Linked DNA regions of Sus scrofa: region 2 is linked to region 1. The links are chromatin contacts, called in public Hi-C maps. All regions are on one chromosome and are shown on one strand. Each heading gives the region's core, a stretch centred on a gene start, on an enhancer-like site or on the middle of the called end of the contact. The rest is flanking DNA. Distances are from core to core; before and after follow the strand shown. Region 1 holds the start of PLPP3 (phospholipid phosphatase 3). Region 2 overlaps PLPP3 (phospholipid phosphatase 3).

What was found. Hi-C and Micro-C count contacts between places; a contact is called where the count stands out from the background.
Region 2: a contact with region 1 is called in a Hi-C map of liver, with 10 times the contacts expected there. The contact joins the enhancer-like site here to the promoter of PLPP3 in region 1. A contact is called at or near these places in 1 of 5 promoter capture datasets (liver), 11 of 47 Hi-C or Micro-C datasets (alveolar macrophages, embryonic fibroblasts, heart right ventricle and 3 more) and 1 of 2 datasets of contacts at active chromatin or transcription factors (skeletal muscle).

The regions. Positions count from the first base shown.
Region 1 is chr6:155,797,394-155,803,129 of Sscrofa11.1, forward strand. PLPP3 (phospholipid phosphatase 3) reads left to right here and starts at 3,447. Exons shown (of 6, transcript XM_003127971.6): 1 at 3,447-4,214. The coding sequence starts at 4,076.
Region 2 is chr6:155,836,078-155,841,813 of Sscrofa11.1, forward strand. All of the region lies in intron 1 of PLPP3 (phospholipid phosphatase 3), which reads left to right. Among named protein-coding and RNA genes, the nearest start is that of PLPP3, 38 kb to the left of the region's middle. Within about 2 kb of position 3,009, at least 8 of the 83 cell types and tissues checked have an H3K27ac peak or open chromatin away from gene starts, as enhancers often do. A contact at or near this core is called in liver and skeletal muscle, where this site is marked.

The DNA.
Region 1 (5,736 bases), core at 2,197-4,696:
TATAGGAAAGATCATGATTATATTTTGTTTTTATCTGATTACTCACCAAATACTGATCATATGCACTAAAAACCTGATTCACTTTGCTGTGGACCTAAAGCTAATATAACATTGTAAATCGACTATACCCAATAAATTAAAAAAAAATTAATCTATACTGAATACATTTTAATGTCTATTTAAAGTAGGTATATTGTAGAAATATTCATTTAAAATATTAACATTCAATTAACATTTGTCAGCTACCTATTGTGTAATAGCTATTTTCAATGTATTATTTCATTATTAGTTGTGAGTCCCCAGAACCAGAGAAAATATCAGTCCCATTGCAAAGTGGAAGAACGAAGGTTCAGAGAGCTTGTTTAGTATATCTCAGGTCAAACAGCACAGCCAAGATATTCAGACCTCAAATCCTCAGCTTCTTCCTGCCTTGTCTTAGGAGTTTTACGGGGGGGGGGTGGGAGGTTAGGTGCAGTTTTTTTTTGGGGGGGGGGTCTCTAGTGCCTGTGGGAACACCCATGATATTTGAAACCAACACTTGCAGTGGGTAAGCCCAACAAGTTTTGGTTTAGGGTAAAAAACACCAGAGGTGGAATGTAATGCTTTTAAAGAACCTGGATAAATGAATACTTGTTAGCCCAAACTTAGGTCTCCTTAAGTGAATTTCAACGGCTTGGGAAATTTGGGCCCTGACCTTTTGACTACACAATTTTAAGTAAAGAAACGCAGTTACTTTTCCTTTAAATATTTCCAGAGCCAATTCATGCGTTTTCAAAAAATTTAAAAAATGATTAATTATTAAATGCGAGGGGTTAAAGAGAGAGAGAAATAAAATTATGAGGTAACAAGAGGTCTTAGAAATGAAGGCCGTTTAAATCTCTTGGGAGGTATCAGTTATTTAAGAATGATGTGCTGTTGTTACCACACATAATAAGTTAATCTTTAAAAGGCATTTATCCCCGCTGATGTTATAATAGTTTTTATACAGACTGGCTTAGTGAATGGGATGTCATTTTCAGATGTGTATTTTGGTAAGCTATGTTTACCAGGAATTTTAACTACTTAATTATTTTGAAATAACACCATTTTAAATCAAGTTTGTTCCATTGCATTTTACTTGCTAGTTAGACTGTTCAATTTTAGGATTTAAAGCAAAGAGGCCTTCAGATGTATGCATCCTGGGAGGCTGTTTTATTTCCTTTTGTCTAAAGAATGATAGTGACACTGTATTATGACTTGTTCAAGTCAATTTTAATGAATATCTGTAGTGTTCTGTTCCCTTGAAGAGTTATCCAAATGTAATAGTTGTTTGCATCCAACTACACGCATCAATTAACACCGTGATCTTTTTGTTATGAGAAAAATAGTCCACGGAGCCTTGTAAATGGGAATATAAAGCTCTTATTTAAACATCCATTTATTTTCCCTTTTACTGGCTCCTGGAATAACAGATTTTTATCCTTCTTAATAAGTAGCTGAGTTTAATCCAGGGAACCTCAGAGCCAAAAAGGTTCCTAGTATTCAAACTAGTGCCAGCCAAAGTTTACCATCCAGTAACTTTAAAGAGACCCAACAATGATTGCTGAGTTATAATACCATTTAACTACAGTAAAAGTCTGGCTTTTAAAAATGTCTATTCTTAAATTAATAAAAGTCATTTCACAGAGAAGAAAAAGCAGACAGGAAATGTAAAGGGAGGTAACTGTAAAATTCAAATAATAGAACGGGGTACCATACAGTGGAATTTAAGTGGCTGTCTGAGGGGCCACCGATGCCCTAGGACTTTTGAAGCTCAAAGGAGGGGAAAGATCAGAGTGGGCTGCTGAAGTTACAAGAACTTGCTCTCAAAGCTGTGGCTTGGCGATTTAGACCTTCAAGGATGATTATCGTAACAAAGAGAATTTGGTGGGCCAGGGAAGACCCTTGAATCCGGGAATTCCTTTTAGAATGTCAGTAATAGTGAAATCAGCCTCATATTGTTTCCGCAGTTTTAACATGTCAAGAGAAGGCATTTCTCACTGAAAAGCTGTCTAGGAAATCTGTTCTCTTAGTTTCCCTGGCTTTGACTTGCTGCTATTTGAAAGGAGAATGCTGTGTCTGATGGGCAGCTAGGTACCCTAGCTTCATCCAGAGCTGTCTTAGAGATTCAGTTACTCTTGCTTCCAGAAGACAGCAATTTTGCCTTCCTTTACCAGCCCACTTGTTCTACGCAGTCTGACTTGAGCTTCATTCAGCAGGCACCAAACTCTGTGTGCGGTACTGGGGAGAGGGTTTGGAGCTGATAATCTATAGAGCGGACTCATCTTTACTAACTATAACACCAAATCAGACTGTAATAGGTACTACAAGAGTGCTGCAAACCAAGTGCTGAAGGTGAAGTTAATTCTGTCCGGGGATCAAGAAAGGGCCCAGAGAGAAGGTGCTATTTCAGAGGATTCTAAAGCAAGAAAAGCATTTTGGTAGTTAGAGAAGGGATGGATGTGCAGAGACAGAGGGAGGCAGAGGCCAGGGTGTGGAGTGGGAAAGGACTATTGGAGAAAGGCCAAGTGGCTGGATCTAGGGATACTGAACCCTATAACAAGTCAGTAAAAAAAATCATGATCTAGAACATGATGGAAGATAGAAGGAAAGGTCCTTGCCTTGGAAATGTTTATGCTCTGTCTGGGGGAGAATTAATTCACATAGAAGACTGTGAAAGCACATGACAGCCTCTACTGCAAAGCGTTAGATTGCCCCCCAAGCTAGAGATATGCTAGCTCTGGGAGAGCTCTCCTGCTTCCCTGGACAGCTGCCCCCAACACTCAATACTGATACAAGCAGGCTGGGGGCCAGCCGAACTGGCAGGGATTTGGAGGGCTGGGAACTACAAGGAATAAAGTAAAGGTTAACACCTACACAGCATTTCCTATGTACCTAGCACGGTTCCAGGCGCGTCTATGGATTAGCTAATGACATCTTCATAATTACTCTATTTAGGAGAAAGTTATTATCTCCAGCTTACAGATGGGGAAACAGAGGCACCGAGCCACAGCCAGGATTCCAAGCCACAGGATCTAGTCCCAGAGCCAGTGCAGTCCTTTTCCTGTTCGGAGCCTCAGAATCTAGCCCAGTATCCAGTGCTGAGTGTTCAGATCTCAAAAAATAAACAAACAAACAAACAAAACAAACCCCCCCCAACAATTTATTTGAGTATTTTCAGGAGGAAACGATTCAAATCAAAACAAAGACTTGAAAGCCCCAAATATGTAAAGGAGGATAAAAGAGGAGAAACGCTTTTTTAGCTGTACAGCCTCAACGTTTGCCTGATCCAAGGCTGTTTCTTTTTATTTACATTTTTTTTTTCTCGTTTTGTGACAATTTAGTGTTTTTGAACGCTAGGGGCTCCCGGATTCTCTGGTTTGAAAGTAACTTTTCCTTTTAGGATTTTTTTTTTTTTTTTTTTTTGGAAGGGGGTGGGGGAAAATGTGGCCTTAATTATCCTACGTCTTAGGCTGCTTAAGGAAGGGGCTGTGCTTTCGGAATCCCTTCTGAGCCAAGTAAGGAGGTCCCTCTCTTTGCCTCTCTCTCTTTTTTAAAGGACCTCATGAAATAAAAGTGCCGAAAACAAACCCAGGCGATCACAGCGGCGGCGGCGGCGGCAGCAGCAGCAGCAGCAGCAGCAGCAGCAGCAGCAGGAGGAGGAGGAAAGTAGGAGTTGGGGCAGCGCTCCGAGGTGGCTGGGCTCCGCGCAGCTCCCATTCATTAAGCAACCAGCTGCGGAGGAAGGTGGCCGAGCGCCCGCGCTGCCCCCTCGCTGCTTTGCGCACGGACACGCCAGCTCCGCGCGTCCGGAGCAACGCAGCGCTGCAGAAGTTTCTGCTCGGGAGTTGACTCTCTTCCCCTTGGACTTTCGAACGATTCGGGGTTGAGACAGGAAAAGCGGAGGAGCACCAGGGAGCAGAAAGCACCACCGCCTGCCCTTGGAAGCGGGGCAGCGGGGCCGCACTCTCCCGCCGCGCCCGGAGAAGCCTCGGTCGGGAGGCGACCCCGGCGTCTGGGTGTGTGGCTGCAGTCGTGGGGCGTCTTGGCCAGCGCCATGCAAAACTACAAGTACGACAAGGCTATCGTCGCGGAGAGCAAGAACGGCGGCAGCCCGGCGCTCAATAACAACCCGAGGAAGGGCGGCAGCAAGCGGGTGCTGCTCATCTGCCTGGACCTCTTCTGCCTCTTCATGGGTGAGCCCAGCCCCTCTGTCCCCCCGGCCCTCAGCGCCCGTCCCAGCCCGGCCCGGGGCTGCGCGCGAAGCTCGGCGCTCGCTCCTGCGCGGGGCCCCGTCTCCCGGCCGCGCCGTGCTGCCCGTCCCGGGGGCCCCGCAGGCTTTTCCCCGCTCCCGGGTTCCCGCCCTCCCCGATCCTGCCGCCTCCCCGGCCTGTAAAGGAGTGTCGAGCGTGCTCTAGGCTTTCGCGGGCCACTTGGACACTCAATCTAAAAAGCTGCCTGCAGTTGGAAACGCAGGCAGAACCCCACGAAAGGTGAGGGCTTGTCCTCTTAGGAGAGGGAGGGGAAGTCGGTGGAACCAGGAGCCAGAGCCGGCGTAAAGCTGGTTGCCTTCCATCGAGTAAAACGGATCTCCTGGAGCGCCGGGCTCTTGCCTGGAGAGCGCTGCCTTCCCAGGGCCGAACGTAAACATCCAGCCTTTCCGCCGGGCTGCCTCGGCCCAGGACTTGCAAGCCGGCCTCTTCACTTGTTGCTCTCGTGAACGCCCTCCAGGGGTTGGGAGGGTGCTGTCTACCGGCTTGATGCAGAGTACCGATTCTGCAGACCCCTACTGTGTGCCAGGTGGTCGTTTTAACCAGCCGTCTCCCCGACTCGGTGCAGGAGGAGCGAGAAAGTTCATTTCACCGATGAGGAAACTGAGGCATTGGGAAAGCTAGCCAGGGTCATGCTTCAGGACCACAATTCATTGTACTCCCAGAAAATTGAGGCGGTAGCCCCGTTTCTGTTTTCCCAGCTAGTTGGAAGCCACTGCTGAAAGAGGTGGGAGTAAAGGGACTGGAGTGGGAGTTGGTAAAGAGGATTTATGAACTCGCCTCCAGGGCGGGGGGTGACTACTGACAGGAATGTACGGGAGCCCCGAGGTTTGGAAGTCGGCGTAGTTTTTTTTTGTTTTTTTGTTTTTTTTTTAAGCCAATCATAGTGTCAAGGAAAGCATGCTGGACTTGTCATCACAATACTGCCACTCTGCCACATGCGGGGTGTGCAACCTTGCTGCCTCTTTGGCCTCAGTTTCCTCATCAGTTGAGTGAGTGGGCTGAACCAGATGCTCTCCAAGGCCCCTTCCTGCATTAAGAACTCGGATTTGGTCCAGGGGCTGTTCTGCCAACTCTGCTAACTGAAGAAACATCTGTGTTCCCAATTCAGTTCCCTTAAAATAGAACTAACTGCTGCACGGAGGCTCAAGTCCCCTTTGAAATGGATTTGTCCATGCAGCGTAGGCAAAGCCCAGACTTCTGGGGCTGGAGTTAAGCGTCCCTGTGTTCAGGACCCTTTCTGCAGTAGAGTCCTTCCTGAAGTCCATCTGTCCTTGGCTTGACTGTCCATCGTCAATTTTGTGAGTCTGAGAAAGGAGGGACTTAGAATTTAAAAATAAGAATGGCTCCCTTTGCATAAGCAGACAGCCAAAGGTCAAATTGTGCTTTAGGGAAGGGAAGAAAGGTAACTGTGGTTCAGGTGGCAAATCCCATTCCTATCTCTTCA
Region 2 (5,736 bases), core at 1,759-4,258, 38 kb after region 1:
GGTGAAACGTTGGCTAATTTACTAGAACAAAGTAGAATGACCCCAATATATCTATCTGGGCTACAACTAACTACAATCTATAGCAATCCTAGCGGTGCTTCAGTTAGAAACTCTTTTCCTCTGAGGAAGAAATTTCTTCTGGAATGAATCACTTTTTTTAGCTCTGTTTTTCCTTTTTAGCATCTTCTCAGTGTGTGTGTTTTAGGAATTAGAGGGTCTCCCTCAAACGGCTTTTCTCATTTTTCCTCAGGAGTAAAAGGTGGGAAGGAGATGAGGGTGGAACACAGAAGCAGTTTTTTTTTTTTTAGAGGGGGGCTGCTTTTTGGTTCTGGACTTTTTTTTTTTTTTTTTTGGTCTTGCTTTAAATACGTCATTGGTATTCAAATGACAGCCAGGAATCATTGAAATGCATTTACTCTGTCAGTCAATCAACTGGTATTGCGTCTGCCTCTTGGCTGCCAAGACTTGTGCTAAAGGGCGTCCTCTGTGCTCCCTGAACATTTTAGAAATGCCTCCGTGGACGTTCCTGTCACATGGCATCGAGGGGAATTGTCCCCAGCGTGTGCCTTCTTAGAGAGCAGGGACCACTACATATTAATTTCTGTAGCTCATAATTCTCTCCATGAGGAGTTTCCGCCTTCGAAGCAGCCTTTTTCTCCTTCACTTTCTCACCACCCAGTGCAATTTGGAGAACTCTGGTGGGGGGGGGGGATGCACCAAGCAAGCCTCAGATGTCTGGGAGAGACGTTTGACTTCTGCTTTAATCAGGTGTTCCGTAATGCCACTCACTCCCTGGGTACGGCTAAAATAAAAATACCGCCTCTAAGGACAGCACAGAGAGAGGAAATAAACTACAAATTAAAAAGTGATTAGTGAGTGTTTAGGCAGAAGGTCAAAGGGATTATTTTGGACTTCAAACTTTTCAGCTTTCAGGGCTTGGATTCAGTTACGAAATTACATCCCTGAATTATTTGTGCAGGTGGCAGCTGTCAGATTTGAAGAAGGTTTCTGTGCTTTACAAAAGGAACATTGACAGGGCTGGGAGTGGGGAGCCTGCTCCTGGGGAGAGGGCTGTCTTCTGCACCACGCACTGGAGTGGCTCCAGTCTTGTGCAGGTCGCGTCACCGTCCTTGTCTGAGCTGACACAGCCCTGTCCTGCTTCATCTCGCCACCTTCTTTGAGGAAACCAGTCCAGCCGGTTGATTGGCATCATGTAAACAGGCCAGAGAGTCGATTTTCAGGATTAGGAGTGCAGGGAACTAACCTTTGTTCAATACCTACCCCATGGTATTTCATCCTCTTCAAAGTGGCTGTTGGTGTCCTCTTTTTCACAACTGGGACTCAAAAAGTTCAGCAATTTGCTGAAGATCGCTCAGATTGTAAGTGGCAAAACTGGTTTGCACACCCAGGTCTGAGCTGCTTTCTTGAAATCAGCGCTCTTCTTGTTGGGAATTTTCTTCAGGGCAGCGATTCCCCAGAGGATCACAGCAAATAGATTAGTTGGGGTGGGGGTGCTGCTGAAAGGGATCCTTAGCCCTTGGGCCTGCAGGGCAGGGTGGCAGTGGCAGCTGAGTCACTGGGCAGCATCCCCTCAGTTTACCCCTTCAGAGTATTTTCTGATAGTTTCATGACGCGAAAAATCTGGGCAGCTGGTGAAGATTAAGTGTCCTAAAGATAGATCAACCCGTCCAACCACCACCCTTCTGAGACTTGAAGCTGGTTAAGTTCTCCATAAGATATTCCTGATGCAATTGTCTGCTCCTTATGAGGGCATGTGGTCCTGTGTGGCTTTGGGGGATTGTGTTAGAGAGATAGGATTTGGGATATGAGAAAGAAGAAATTAAATTCAGAAGTAACAGGGTGGGGGCAGATCTAGGGTCAAAGAGTGTACTGGGGGAAGAGCCCTATCTTCTGAATTTTAGTCCATTTTCTATACATTTGTTCAATACATGTTTGTTGAACACCCACTAAGTGTCATGAATTGCTCTTTGTGCTGGTGAATAAAATATATGGATCCTTTTCTGAAGAGACTCTCAGCTAGCAAGGACACTTACCAACAAGGAGTAATTAGAATACTAGGGGGTGTGTGTGTGGGGGGGATGTCAGCCTTCCCGTCTAGTAAATGGAGTAAATGACACCTAAGATCTCTCCAAAATTTTACCAGCATATTCCTGAAATATGCCTGACTCCATTTAGAGTAAGATTTGTAACACTCACAAATATCCAATGGATTTTATTTTTTGTTTATTTTTTTGGCTGCTCCCAGAGCATACAGAAATTCCCAGGCCAGGGATGGAACCTGTGCCACAGCAGTGACCTGAGCCGCAACAGTGACAATGCCGGATCCTTAACCCACTGAACAAGGCCAGGGATCGAACATGCATCCTCATGGATACAAATTGGATTCATTTCTGCTGCGCCACAGCAGGAACTCCAATTTGGGGATTTGAAAACATAGATGGGGGCACAGTCTTGGGTTAACATTGAGACATAGTCAAAGACACCATCACATACCGATACACATATGTATACGTATGTCTGATGTGGTCATTACTTATCACAGAAGACATTGCTGAACCAAGAGTTAATTCTTTCTTCTTTTTTTTTTTTTGGTCTTTTTAGGGCTGTGCCTGCAGCATATGGAAGTTCCTAGGCTAGGCATTGAATTGGACCTGAGCCACAGCAATGCCAGATCCAAGCTAGGTCTGCAGCCTACACCACAGCTCAAGGCAACACCAGATCCTTAACCCACTGAGCGAGGCCAAGGATCAAACCTGCGTCCTCATGGATACTAGTCAGATTCTTAACCTGCTGAGACACAGTGGGAACTCCAAGAGTTAATTACTTCTATTTTTATAGGTTCAGCAAGGACTTTTATGTTCTCCAGAACAGGGGTAGAAAAGCCAGGGGCCAGGTAGGTAATGGAAGTGACAGAAGTAGACCAGTATAGGAAGGTTGCCAGTACTAAAGCAATGGCAGTGGAACTGGTATGCAGCCTTGGTGTCAGAGAGATGGTGGGGAACAGTGGTGCCCTGGAGAAAGTGAGCCTGTGTTGCCACCACTGCGTATGTTGCTGACCACATGCTGTAGCGCCGGCTTAAAAAGCCGAAATCTGAATGTTACATGAGACCTCCTATTAACAACTAATGTAAAAAACCTTAAACACTGGGTGGGCCAAACAGAGCATTTCTGCAGGCCAGATTTGGCCATGGGCTGCCAGTTTGTCACCTTTGACCCAGAACTTGGACCGTGCTGTTTGGTGGCTTAGCTTGGCGTGCCCTGGCGGCCTTGGGTTGCCTCCCAGCAGGATTTTGTTCTGCTTCAGCTCTTCATGTTTGGCCCTACATCTGGCTCCAGTCTTGGCTTTTTGACTATGTTGAACTTTGGCCTTCCAGGTGTCTGATGTCCTGCCAGCCCCCAGGTCGTTTACTTTACTGCCACGTGAACCTGGTGTTTTGTGTACACCTGGGCAGCATGGCTTGGACCGGAGCACACTGCTGACGCATGAACGCTTAACTATTGGAAAAACAAGATGAAACGTTCGTTTCCACCCTTAGTGTAGACTTACCTCCCATTCAGCCTCCTGTGATCTTTGAGAATGCGTGGCCGGGTTCCTGCTGTGGTATTTCTTCCCTGTGTCAGGGTGACAGGTCCTGCTAACTACTATCAAAGCCCCTTCTGTTTGCATAATCCCAAGAAGTCCCTGGAATTAAAGGATTTTATAAGCATGGTTTTCCCTGGGGATCAGATTGCATTTGGGAAGGGGCTTTTGACAGAACTCTGACCGTGTCTTATTCCCTTCCTAAAAGCTTCCTGTCACGTGCAGACGCAGGAACTAACATTAATGGAGCCACACAATGATTGAATATTGTATAAGGTGACTCGGTTAGTCCTCCCAATCCACTCTGTATGTTGGCAATGCTTGCACAGTGACGGACATGGTGTTCAGAGAGGGAAAGTGACTTGCCCAAGGTCATATAGTAAGCATGACAGGTGACAGAAGTGGAATCCTATCTGCTTGGCTCTGAAATTGCTGATTAAATTGGGAAAAAAGGTAACTCTCCCAGAGTGGGTTACATGGCTAAGAGACTTCTTTGAGAAAAGATATTTACGTCTTGAAGGGATGAATCAGAGTTTGCCAGTGGTACTTCAACCCAGATGTTACAAATCTTACTTCCCAGAGTTGTCAGGAAGATCCCAGGTGATCCTTTATGTAAGAGCTTTAAATCCTCTGCGGGTGATTCTCGATGCTTCCTAGCTCTGGGCAATGTATCGCAAATGAATATATCTGGGTCATAAAGGCGACTGAGGCAGGAGTTGGCTGGATCTGTGCAAATCTGTCTCAACGTCTGAGACGGAGCCCTTCCTTTTTATCATTGTTCAAGATCAACACGCACTTTCCAGAGCTCTGAAACTTTGCAAATAACCAGCATAGGCAGAGTTCATGTGTACCTAGCAAGAGTGGCTAGCTGGCCCCATCTCAGAATGAACTTTCGAGTCAGAGTATCATATTACATACCCGGGTTACACTTCTTATCAACAGAGTGGACACTGAGGCCATTATCATTTCTCTGGCCCTCCTTGCTTTGGCTATATATGGATAATTAATTTAGAGCATTGTTTTAAGTGTTAATCAGTTGATATATCCAGACCTCTTGGCACACAATAGGTGCCCCATGGTGTAATTTTACTCATCCTTATTTTATTTACCTTTTCTTTTTGTCTTTTTTAGGGCTGCACCCGCGACATGTAGAGGTTCTCAGGCTAGGGGTTCGAATGGGAGCTATAGGCACTGGCCTACAGCACAGCCACAGCAAGAGGGGATCTGAGCCACATCTGTGACCTACATGACAGCTCACAGCAACGTCGGATCCTTAATCCACTGAGCAAAGTCAGGGAATGAACCTGCATCCTCATGGATACTAGTCAGGTTGGTTAACCACTGAGCCATGATGGAAACTCCGCTCATCCTTATTTTAAAAGAGGATCAAAAGAGAGAAAGGAGATCTTGGAAGTTACCCCGTTTTACTTGGGACAGAGGAAAGTCCTTCTGGCTCTGGTAGTCTTGTAGTACTAGAAAGAAAATATCTCACTTGCGAAATATGTAACAGTAGCAAAAGAGGTCTGGAATTCTCTCAATGAAAGGTATGAATCATGGACTGTTGGTCAGTTTGTTTTTGTTCTTGATGGATGTTCCTCGTGGCAGCCTTTTAACTGGAAAAACCAAAACTGTTAGGGTTTGTAAGGTGGCATATTAATTATTGTAAAGAATAAAATGATTTTTTTTGGCTGCACCTGTGGTATGCATAACTTCCCAGGCCAAGGATCAACCCCCAACCACAGCAGTGACAACACCAGATCCTTAACTGCTAGGCCACCAGGGAACTCCAGAATAAAATGTTTTTACTTTAAGCACTTCAAATAGGAAAGGCCATCCAGACACAAATTTTCACACCCACAATTACACTGAAGACAGGTGACTCTTGATCATGGAGCCTGAGACTTTCTGAAGTTGAGGAACCCCAAAATAATGCCCATGGTTGTGTCCCCAGCACCTCATACATCGCCCAGTACTCAGGAACTGTCCACACATACTTGTGGAATCCAACTAAAAACCCAGGACGTGGGCCCAGGAAACCCAAGTGCCAGGACTAGACCTGCCATTCTTTTCTTCATTTCTACCATGTCGTTGCTTTGGATTCCAACAATCTTCTTTTTGTGAAGAAAGGGCCTGAA